Linked DNA regions of Sus scrofa: region 2 is linked to region 1. A link is a contact called in public Hi-C data. All regions are on one chromosome and are shown on one strand. Each heading gives the region's core, a stretch centred on a gene start, on an enhancer-like site or on the middle of the called end of the contact. The rest is flanking DNA. Distances are from core to core; before and after follow the strand shown.

The links. Hi-C and Micro-C count contacts between places; a contact is called where the count stands out from the background.
Region 2: a Hi-C map of liver shows a contact between it and region 1, with 2.2 times the contacts expected there. The contact joins two enhancer-like sites. A contact is called at or near these places in 2 of 5 promoter capture datasets (fetal skeletal muscle and liver), 33 of 47 Hi-C or Micro-C datasets (adipose tissue, alveolar macrophages, blood and 16 more) and 1 of 2 datasets of contacts at active chromatin or transcription factors (skeletal muscle).

Annotation. Positions count from the first base shown.
Region 1 is chr4:117,025,411-117,031,433 of Sscrofa11.1, reverse strand. No RefSeq gene overlaps it. Among named protein-coding and RNA genes, the nearest start is that of S1PR1, 41 kb to the left of the region's middle. Within about 2 kb of position 3,748, at least 25 of the 83 cell types and tissues checked have an H3K27ac peak or open chromatin away from gene starts, as enhancers often do. A contact at or near this core is called in liver, where this site is marked.
Region 2 is chr4:117,337,842-117,343,864 of Sscrofa11.1, reverse strand. All of the region lies in intron 8 of SLC30A7 (solute carrier family 30 member 7), which reads left to right. Among named protein-coding and RNA genes, the nearest start is that of SLC30A7, 56 kb to the left of the region's middle. Within about 2 kb of position 3,249, at least 2 of the 83 cell types and tissues checked have an H3K27ac peak or open chromatin away from gene starts, as enhancers often do. A contact at or near this core is called in liver, where this site is marked.

The DNA of each region.
Region 1 (6,023 bases), core at 2,499-4,998:
AACATGAGGTGATAGCTGCCCGAGTGGAAAGAGGAAAATCAGGAAATGGCACAGAGATAGGGCTTCCAACAAAGCTGTAGGAGCTCACTGTGGATAACTCACTGGAAGAGCGATTAATGCTTGCAAAGCGCTAAAGCCACGTCAGAAACAAAGACAGTTCCTACAAAGAATCCCCCCTTGGGGGGGTGGGGGCTGTATCTGAAAGGGGCCAACCAGCTCTGAAGCAGGACCTCTCTCCTTCGGCCATCGAGATGCTCTTTGCTCTGAAAGGCTTTAAAGCACTAGTTTAATGCCAAGAATGGCTGCTGTCGGACGGAGGGGGATAGTGATGGGCTGGGTGAGCTGCTGAAGGAAGCCGTTAAACTGTAACCACTCCCTACACCCTGCCCCTGCACTTGCACTTGGATGGCAAGGATTCGGAGGCTGAAGAAATAGGCAGCAGCCCTGCGGAGTGAGGCTCTTCCTTATCCAGGACAGGTAAGGCAAGCTGGGGGCCACGGTTCCTCCCTGGCCTCTGCTAGCCTCTGATAAGCAAAACCTTCCATGCGAAGGGAATCAACTCTCCTTTTCTTTTTTTTTAACTGATTCAGACAGAGAGAAATGTGTCTCTGTGGCCCCTTCTCAGAGGCTAAGATATATGAAAATCTGCAAATTGTCTCCTTCAAGAAAACACACTGTAAAAGGATTAATTTCCCAGCAGGTGTTTTAGTCTGATGCTGCCTCTAGAAAGACATGCATAGGAGTTTGCCCATTTCCTGTCACATAAATGCTCTATGATGATTAAGTCATTCATCCTTACGGCCCGGTGGCTTGTGGGGATGGTTATCCTTTTCTTTTGCTGCGGAATTGAGACAAGTGTGAGGCTGCGGGGGCGGGGGGGGGGGGACGGGCTTGCCCGAGGCGATGCAGCTGGTGGATGTAGAGATGGGGGCTCTGCTGGCCAGCTCGCAGGCAGGCATCCTCTCTGAGGAAAGAAGATGCCTTGGGCCTCTGTCGGGGTAGCAGGCACAGCCTGAAGAGAGCAGCTAGAAGCCCCCAGGCTCAGGAAGACAAAACAATAATCCAGCAAACCACACTAATTGTGGGTGCCCATCATTGCAAACGTGTGATAACACTGGCAGCCTCTGGGCTGAGGGTTGCCTTCCAGGGCTCTATGACAGCCACGACACGATGGTGCTGTTAACGGTGCTAAAAACATCAGGAAAGACGGCTTAAGAAACTTGTATGTAGGCGCACAAGTGGTTGCCAGGAGTTGCAGTGATTTTGACACTACTGCTTTGTATCTGTACAGCGCTTTCCAATTCTGAAAGCTACACTCTCACAGCTACAATGGTTTCATCCCAGGAGTTCTTTGAAGTAAGCAGGTGGATATGAAGGGCAGAATTGTGTTCCCCAACGAAACTGACATGTGGAAACGCTAAGCCCTAGTACCTGAGCATGTGGCTGTATTTGGAGATAGGACCTTTCAAGAGGCGATTGATTTAACATGAGGTCATTAGAGTGCATCCTGATCCAATCCAATTAGTGTTTTTTTTCCTTTGTCTACTGCACCCATGGCATATGGAGGTTCCCAGGCTTAGGGGTCCAATTGGAGCTACAGCTGCTGGCCTATAGCACAGCCACAGCAATGCAGGATCCGAGCCGCCTCTGTGACCTGCACCAGAGCTCATGCGAATGCTGAGCGAGACCAGGGATCAAACCCGCGTCCTCATGGATACTAGTCAGACTGGTTTCCGCTGAGCCATGCACGATGGGAACTGCAGACTGGTGTTCTTAGAAGAAGAGGAAATTTGGACCCAGGAAGAGACACCAGGCAGGGGGCTGCAGGCGGAGGGGACAGCCTGTGAGGACACCAGGAAAAGGTGGCCACCTGCAAGCCAAGGAGAAATGATTCAGAAGAAACCCACATCAGCTGTCACCTTGATCTGGGACTGCCAGCCTCCAGAACTGTGGGAAAATAGAGTTCTGCTGTTTAAGCCACTCCGAGTGTATTTTGTTACGGCCTTCTAGCAAGTTCGTACCGGATATACTCTTTCGGGACATCCTTAAACATTTCAGATGTACTTATTTTGAGCCAGAAATTATCTCTATTAATTAGGCAGCTTTCATAATATCTCCTAATAATATCAGAAATGGCTTACACTTCACCGTGGACTGGGCACTGGTGTAATTGCCTTTCTTCATTTCATCCTCGTAAAAGCCCTCCAAAGAAATGGGTGAGGGAGGAATGAGAGAAACGGATGATTAGCTCTGGGCAAACCCCGTGGTTAAGGATCACTGAGGGTAAAGCCCTTTGGGTGACCACTACAGTGCGTGGGTGACAATATGATGAGAAATGGGATCATTGCGTGGTCTCCCCGCAAATATTTTCTAATTCAAAGGGAAAAATAGTAAGTTTGCGGTGGAGAAACCTGCCGCCCCTACGTCACTTTATCCAAGCGATCAAGGTTGAACCTCCCCAGAATAAGACAGAGTAAACACCACGTATTTCCACAGATGATGCGCTGAGAAGGGCACGGCATCACCTCCTTGCCCTAAACTGCACCACCTCCCTCTACTCGTGCGAAAACATGAGGGCCATTTTGGGAATAGCTGGCCTGGACTTTCCAGAAGCATCACAGATTGGAGGAGAGGAAGAAGACGTGATACCCAAATGCAATAAGCAATCCCAGACTGGATTCTGGGCCCAAAAAGGGAAATCAGCGGGGAAACTGATGAAAATCGAACAAGGTTGTCGATGTAGTTGATGGCATTGTCCCAATGTCAGTGTCCCGGCTTTGATGACTGAATGGCACTTATGGAAGTGGCTAATAGTGGGGGAAGCTAGGTGAAGAGTTTAGAGCATGTCTCCCCAATTTTTGCAACTTTTCTAAAGTTATTTCAGAGTAAAATATTAATAAAAACAAATCCTGTAAGGGAGGTGCTGTCATTGTCTTACTGCTAGTATCCTACTATTGACCCAGCTTGTCAAGACTGAGGCCATGATGTGTACCCAGGCTGTCTGAGTCCAGGGCTTACGCTGAACGCTTCGATATGTCCCCTTAGTACCTGCAGGAGACAGTGACATTTTAGCTTGGTTTGTATTGTATTGCATTGTATTTTGCTTTTTTGTTTTTTAGGGGCACACCTGTGGCAATATGGAAGTTCCCAGGCGAGGGGTTGAATTGGAGCTATAGCTGCTGACCTAGTCCACAGCCACAGCAACCCTGGATCCGAGCCCACCTCTGCAACCTAAAACCACAGCTCACAGCAATACCTTATCCCTGACCCACCGAGCGAGGCCAGGGATCGATCCTGAATCCTCATGGATACCAGTCGGATTTGCTTCCATTGCGCCACAATGGGAAATCCAGCTTAGTTCTGATTTTTCATATGCTTTCATCAATAAATTATATTTCTTTAAAGGTCATCTATAAAAGACTTTCCTAAGCCATACTATTTCTCTCTCTTGCTTTATTTATTTATTTATTTGTGTGCTGTGTCTGTGGCATGTGGAAATTCCTGGGCCAGGGATTGAACCTGCACCTCAGCAGAGGTCCAAGCCACTGCAGTGACAATGCCAGAGCCTTATCCCGCCGCACCACAGAAGAACTCCCATCCTGTCTCTTGTCAGTCCCCATAGAAGGTGTTGGCATAGTTTTTGAGTGGGAACAAATGAAACGCTGGGTGGGGCGCTGTTACACACACCCAGAACAGTGAGACATCTCTTTACTTCCCGCAGAGAACTTTACAAAGAGCTGAGGCATATGAAAAACAGCTAGTGGGACGGAGCAGAAAAAGAGCACAGACCAGGAAGTATACAGGCTCTGCGAGCCACAGATTGGGGGAAATGAACTTCACCCTGGTGACATTGAATCTGGGCCTTCAAGAATGAGAAGGGGAGTTCCTTCTGTGGCTCAGTGGGTTAAGAATCTGACATAATGTCCTAGCCTGGCTCTGTGGGTTAAGGATCCAGCGTTGCCACAAGCTGCAGTATAGGTAGAAGACGGGGCTTGAATCTGGAGTGGCTGTGGTTGGCAGGCCAGCAGCTGTGGCTCCAATTCGACCCCTAGCCTGGGAACTGCATATGCTGCAGGCACAGCTGTAAAAAGAAAAAAAGAAAAACTAAGAAGGATCGCAAGAAAAAGACAGGCCCTGGAGGAGAGCCTTGGGGGAGGAGTGACTCGAGAAAAGATCTCTGGAGGTGGGAAAGCCTGAGATAATTGGGTGGATCAGTTAGTTTGGAATTGTGGCGTCATTGTGCATTTAAGAAAGACACTGCAGCAGGAATCCCAATCTCCAATACAGTCAGGAGTCACGCAACTGTAGGGAAGAGCCTAAAATAAGACCTTAAAGAGTGGTGGGTGTTCTGGCAAACTGGCAAAGGCCTGCCCCACCTAAAGGCATTTTGGATTACAACAAAACAACAAAGCCAAACACTGCCCTAGGCAAACACAGTGCTGCTGACCAGGTTCTGCCCAAGGGCTGCTGGTTTGAGCCTGCTTTTTGAGATAAACTAAAGCGTTCTTGGCTGTTATAATAGAGGACATAAATTATCAAGCGATAAAGGGATTATTACTTTTACTAATAACACTTTCTGAGTCTCAAGGCTTTGGGGGTAGCCAGGTGGGTCAATTGTGGGGTATTGATTCACCGTTCACTTTCTAAGAGTGCCAGGCCTGCTGCTTAGTGTTGTTAGGACACTATTGCCACCTAGTGGTCGTTGAGGTTGTGCCGATCGCCTCTCCATCCCCGCCCCCTCCCGCCAAAAGAGTAAGGCTGCTTTCTGCATATGGTGCTTTCATTTTCCAAATGTTTGTCTTGTGACTCATGCCAAAAAATATCCAAATAAACTACATAATCCTTTATAGTGTGAGGCTGTTAATAGAGTAAAATTTCACTAGTGGTGAGGGTTGCTATTGCCATGTAATCAATAGCGTGGCAGCGAGGCTTGTGCTTACTTGTTTGGTGTCTGGTCAATAAGTTTTCTCTGCCACTTGCATGCTTGTATTAATGGTATCTCTCAGGCATAGTTGTAGAAGTTCAATAACTGTCTGATCTGCTGTGTGGAAGGGATAATGTTTAAGGACATACGGTAAAAACATTGAAGAAAGAATCAGGAGGTTTAGCTTCATTCATTAGCTGTGTGACTTTGAGCCAGTCACTTGCCCTCTCTGGGCATCAATTCTAGCTAAAAAATGCAGGGTTGAAAACGTTCAGCAGGTCTCTAATCCGATCCTATTGCAGAGGGCATCCCCAAGGAATGTCATGGGATTAAAAGTCTTGTTAGGACTTCATCTGGGAGTGAGGGGTTTAGGGTGAGGGGAAGCGGGGGCAAGGTGAGATGCCCCCTGCTCCAAGCAGAACAAGCTCCACGACAAAAATTAACTGTTAAAAAAAAGTGTAGGTGATCCATGCACACTATTCAAAAACCCAAGAGGTACAAAAGAGTATGCCCTGGGGAGTTCCCATTGTGGATCAGTGGGTTAAGGACCTGATCTCTGTGAGGATGCAGCTTTGCTCTTTGGCCTCACTCAGTGGGCTGAGGGTCTGCTGTTGCCTCAGCTTTGCAAGTCGTGGTGCAGGCCACAGCTGCAGCTCCAATTCAACCCCTGGCCCGGGAACTTCCATATGACACAGGTGCAGAGCTAAAAAGAAAAAAAAAGAAAAAAAAAAAAGAGTAAGCAGTGAGAAGTCAGAGACCAGTGTCACGCTTTCACACTCTTATTTCTGTTCTAGCAATCGCCTACCCGCCCTCCACGCTGCCTTACCTCTTTTCTTTTCCTAACACAAATAGCAACATAGCATTCACCCTGTTGTGTATTGCATCTTATTTATTTAAAGGTTGGAGTTCCATGTGCAATTTCACTTACATGTCACTAAACTGAGACCATCTATCTGCCTACACCATAGTTGACTAGCTTATCTATAAATCTTCTTTCTCACTAGGGTGTTTTAAGACTCTTTAACCTACAATTTTGATTTGATAGAAAATAAATGATTCTTAGACTATGTGGCTATGCAGAAACAAACAAACAAACAAA
Region 2 (6,023 bases), core at 2,000-4,499, 310 kb before region 1:
TGTTTCTTCACTGCTATACTTTTAAAACATGCCAGTCTCTGTACAGACCTTCATCTCCTGCCTTTGTCGGTCTCAGCCTACGCACTGTTTGCAGTGAGGTAGTGGGGAGGTTCCTCCAGGACTCATTATCTTTCAATACAAATGTTACCGTATTTAATAAGAATAATAAGATTTATTCCAAACTTCTCTCAAAACACGGCGTGTGTATCTCGTGGAGATCCTTACTCTCTTACTTTTTCAATTCCATCGTCTCTCCCCATTTCCCTCCCTCTTGACAGGGTGGTATCATGAATCCCCTTAATTTTTCTTATTTCTTTGCACCTTTGTTCTCCATGGATATGTAATATCACTTCGTAATTTTTTTCGCTTATGTTGCTGGTATGATTTTCGTTTCTTATTCATGAGAATGAAGAGACTTTATTCAGATCGTAAATTGCACATCAAGAGTTAGGAATGCTGCTTGCTCCTGCCTACGTGTAATTCTTCCTAACTTATACTTGAATAGAGGATAAGATACTTTTGCTTCTGTTTTTTAGAGATGCTTTTTGGGGGAATGACTGAACTAAGGGGCTCTTTTACTGTTGTTATTTAGTTGTTAAGGGTTGAAAGTCATGTCAACATGAGCTGTTCTACATTTTAATAATCTTCCACTAATGTTCGCAGTTTTAAAATGGATTATTCAGCAGACGTGTGTCAAGAGCTTTAATATATTCCACGGGGCACTGTGCTGGGCCCTGGAAATAAAAGGATATGACGTGGTCTCTGATCCAGAGGACTCAGTCCTGAGGAGACACTGCGGTGTAGTGCAGAGAGCCTTAGCATTCCGGCATCCAGCTCTGCTGCTCACCAGTGTCTAACAAAGAGCAGGTTGTCTTAATCTCTCTGAGACAGTTTTCTCCTCTGTAATGTGAAGGAATTGGCCTAAATGATCGCTTATGGTCTTGTCTACATCTGTGATTCCAACATTTTCTTAGTTACTTAAGGTTGTTGTGCGGATCAAATTCGAAAACATTTATTAAAATACTTTAAAAATTAAGTGTTGTCTAAACAAAAACATCACTATTTACTAATTTGACATTATTTACTCATGCTCTTGGTCCAAAGACCAGATGCATTAAGTGTTATAACTAAGTTCCAGAAGTTTAAGGAAAATGGTGACCTTTTCATGACTTCAGCTCCAAGTTCTAAGGGTATTTTCGGGTATCTTATCATCTCCATTATTGAGTAAAGTAGGTATTCTGTAAATATGGATTTATTTAAACCATACGTTTCAGAAACTCAGTGTAATTATAAGGTAAGCCACCATCCCTGTGATTTTGGGTTATCTGTTCTATAGCAGGCTTATGAAATTCTGGGCAATTGTTCTTTACTATGGAATAATGGTATTTGTGCAAATATGACTGCATATTTACAACTTGCCTTAGGATCCCCATGTCTAAATATAGACTATATTACTTTTAAGGGTCAATTTTCTTTGGCTTTTTTGTCTGCTGAACATTTTTGAGTATATTACATACACTAGACCTTCAAATTTATGGGTTCTCTTATAAAGTACAGCTATCTTTATGTTTGTGGTTTGTAAGAACTGCTGATAATATGTAGGAGGACGTAGCCCATAAGGCAGTTCAAAAAAGTTGAATCACTACTTATGTTTTAATTAATATTAATAGACATTTATTCTCAATCTAAAGAGTTTCAACACGGTGAAACTTTTTTATTGTTAATAAAAATGTTAATCATAACGATTATCACTAGTCTGTTCTTCCAGAGCTTTCATAATAGATACCCTTTTTGGTTTGTTTATAATTGTTGCTAGATCATTTTATTTACTGTTGAAATAGTGCAGCTCTCACTAAATGCTGCTTTTGAAGTAAGATTTGAATATATTTCCCTTTGCAAAGTTCCTGGCAATAGGGAGTAATAACCAACTGCTGCTTATTTAACCTGGTAGCATTTAAGCTTTCGTATTAATTTTTATGTTTCTGATTATATGATTATAAATTTGATTTACCTTTAGCTTTTGAGGAATAAAGCTATTACCATGTTTTACTGGTAAACTCATGTGCCTAATGACTCATTCTTTTTATGTATGCTAGGAAAATGGTATTTCATTGTTAAAGCTAGAATTGAGTTAGTCAACCAGAAGTGAACCTCTAATTGTTTCCAAATGCTTACTTTTTGGGTTTGGATGCAGCTCTAAGTCTTAGCTCAGTCAGGAATTTGCTAAGTTTGTCTTTTTCCCCATATCCTTTCATTATGGCTAGATAGATCCATGCTAAAATCTGTTTTATGATCCCCTATTACGATAGATAATCAGAAAAATATGGGTGCAAACTCCTGAGCTAAACACAATTTTAAAAGGCAAAAAGAGAGTTTCTACAGGTTTCTTTTACACTTTTATAACCTATAAAACTATATAACCTATGAAATTATTCTAGAAATTGACTTTTGTTCTAAATTGCTTATCACATGTGATTTAGCAAGCATCTTTTTCTCCCCACCTGAGTTCCATGACTTAGTTATAGCTCCAACCGCTAAAATTCTCAACAATATTTTAAAATTATTATTGGAGAAAATTAGCGTAATGCTTCCATGTGCTTTGGTGAAATGCTTGCTGCTGTTGAATATAAACATTTTATTATAATTCTACCTAAGTAAGCAACCATTCCAAAAAAATCAGAAAAAAACCTCAGTTGGTACACTCTCTCTATATTATTTCTTTATTATCAATTATATCTTTTATTTAGTTATTTTTAAATAAATGCTTGCTTCTGACATTATGTTTATTAAAATACTTATCTGTCTCACATTTTTGGAATTGAGTGTTAAAATGGATGATCTCTTAAATTCTCCATTAATTCTAATAGTGCAATATCTGTGATCATGGAATTTCCCCAGTTCTAGAATCCTCAAACTAAGAGCCACATGTGAAAGTAAATTTTAGGAGAAAAAGGGAAGTACTCGTTGTTATTGTTGTTTTTACAAAGAGAGTAGTAGACTTTGAGAGGGGACGCACATGGGTTACACATGTAAAAATTTGAACAAAGGTTGTTTGGGGTAGCTTATTAAGACACTGCAGTAAGGGAGCATCCTTAATGTTTTAAAGCATCTCCTTAAGGATTATTATAGATTGGACTCAACTATCTTGTATTTATTGTGTTTTAGCTCTTTGGGGGCAAAGTTAGACTAGCCCTTGGTAATCCAAAACAAACATTTGAAGTTATTTGCCAAGTGGAATTTTACCACTGTGGCTTAAGTAAAACATTGCTCAGTTGTGTGCCTGCTCTTGCTTTCGAGTCCATGTTCTCTTCTATTCCTTTCCCCCACTTTATTTTTCAAGATCTAGTCTTTATTTTTAAAGGTATCTTTAGAGGCCTTCTTACCTGCCCACTTGCATCTCTCACAAGTGTTCTATCTTAATAAATCTATTTCTTGCCTAAAAAAGAAGTATGTTTAAAAGTAAGTTGTCAACATACTAATAAAAAAACCTGTTCATCAAAAGTTCATGGAAAATGAAAATAGTGTAAGCTTCATTGACACTTGTTTTGACTCCCTATGGGCTTTCTTCTAAATGGTGGGTTCTGAAGTGTTTGTTGCCTGATTTCCATTGACCTCTACAGGCTTTTTCAGTGGTTTTGAATTCCTTTGAAGTAAGGCGTTGTGTATTATTTATCCTTTTATTTCTGGTGCCTGGCACATGGTAGGCAGACAGTAAATGTTTGTTGACTTTACTTATCAAAATTGGAGTCAAAAAACCTGTTTTTAATTATTCTAGCCTTTCTATTCACTAGCTATGTCCTTAGCTAACTTTGGTGCACTAGCCCTCCATTTCCACAACTCGAGTAAGAGTCCATCTGATTCTAGAAAATCTGGTGCCAAGCAAAGCATTATAGTGCTGAATAATTGCGTATTTGTATTGACTGCATAATAAAAGTCATTTGCAGGATTATCTGATTAGTAATGGATTAAATTGGTTTGCAAAGTATATCTCATTTGGTGATGCTGTCCTGTGTTCTTGTTGTGGAGTATATAAAAGCAACTTCTGGAGTTCCCATCGTGGTTCAGTGGTTAACGAACCTAACTAGGAACCATGAGGTTGCGGGTTCGATCCCTGGCCTTGCTCAGTGGGTTAAGGATCCAGTGTTGCCGTGAGCTGTGGGGTAGGTTGCAGATGTGGCTCGGATCCCGCGTTGCTGTGGCGTAGGCCGGTGACTACAGCTCTGATTACACCCCTAGCCTGGGAACCTCCATATGCCGCGGGAACGACCCTAGAAATGGTAAAAAGACAAAAAAAGACCAAAAAAAAAAAGCAACTTCTATTTTCTTTCATTTCCAAGTCTCTTCTCTCTCTAGCATTCCTTGTAGCTTGGCTATTTTTTTCTTATTGAATGAAAATCAAGATGAAAGAAATTGCCTAGATATTTAATCCACTTCCTCATTTTGTAAATGAGAAGATTGATGCTCAGAAGGTTAGACTATTTGTTTAAAGCTATTTAATGGCAGAATTAGAACCCAAGTCTCATGATTTCCAATCGAGTGATTTTTTTTTTTCCACCTCAGATATTTCCAGGCATTATTAGCCGTTTCTTGAGATAAAAGATTGAAAAAGAAATTATCAAAATAGCTAAATGTAGTAGGCACAAGGAAAAGAATACTTTTTTTTTGTTCTTAGTTATTCTAGGGGAACCATTTTTGTGCCTCATTTTCTAAGTACAATAAGGAAAGTAGGAAAACATAAAAACCACTGAAGCTAAATATATAAAAACATTCAATGAGCGATCCTTTCTTTTTCCTGAGAAACAAGGAGGGAGGAAGGAAAGAAAAATGGCATAATAGTTGAATTGTGCCTTATTGTTTTACCACGATGTTTTTCTTTGCATTTTTTGTAAATCTAGGGAGTCACCACCTATTTAATAGCAGCACGGTAGATAGAAACAGACATTACCCTTCAGGTTAGATGAAGGAATAATTAGGGTTCTTTCACTGTCAAAATCCTTAGCACTGTTTCTAAGTGCCTTCCACCCGTTTTTCCTCCAACCTTATTGTAGGTATCACACATTTTTTACAGGAGCACAGAGAACACATTTCGTACAGTTCAGGGGACAGTTTGGGATCAGAGACGATAGCTTGTACCCTGAAAGGGGTGACACTTGAGATTTATTTTAAAGAAGGAACTAGAAGCCAGACTTAAGGGCAGTTTAGGGACGTTCTAGTCAGAGGCTACGGTATGAGCCAAACTGTGAGGAAGAAACAGCAAATATGTTTGCTCTAGAGGACTTAACATGTGAAGCTAGAGGAGAGCAGATCAAAAAATATACCATGTGAAAGAGTTTACACTTAATCCCTTGGGCAGTAGGGAGTTTTTAACAGTTTTTTTTTTTTTTTTGTCTTTTTGTCTTTTGTTGTTGTTGTTGTTGCTATTTCTTGGGCCGCTCCCGCGGCATATGGAGGTTCCCAGGCTAGGGGTCGAATCGGAGCTGTAGCCACCGGCCTACGCCAGAGCCACAGCAACGCGGGATCCGAGCCGCGTCTGCAACCTACACCACAGCTCACGGCAACGCCGGATCGTCAACCCACTGAGCAAGGGCAGGGACCGAACCCGCAACCTCATGGTTCCTAGTCGGATTCGTTAACCACTTCGCCACGACGGGAACTCCCAACAGTTTTTTTTTTGTTGTTTTTTTTTTTTTTTTGCTTTTTTTTAGGGCCACGCCTGCGGCGAATGTAAGTTCCCAGGCTAGGGGTCAAATCACAGCTACAGCTGCTGGCCTACATCACAGCCACAGCAACACGGGATCTGAGCCACCTCCGCAACCTACACCACAGCTCATGGCAATGCCGGATCCTTAACCCACTGAGCGAGGCCAGGAATCAAACCCACATCCTCTTGGATACTAGTTGGGTTCATTGCCGCTCAGCCACAGTGGGAATGCCTAACAGATTTTTTTTTTTTTTTTTTTTTTTTTTTTTTAATGAGAAAGGGATAGAGTCAGATACCGATTTTAGATAGGTTAGTCTAGTGG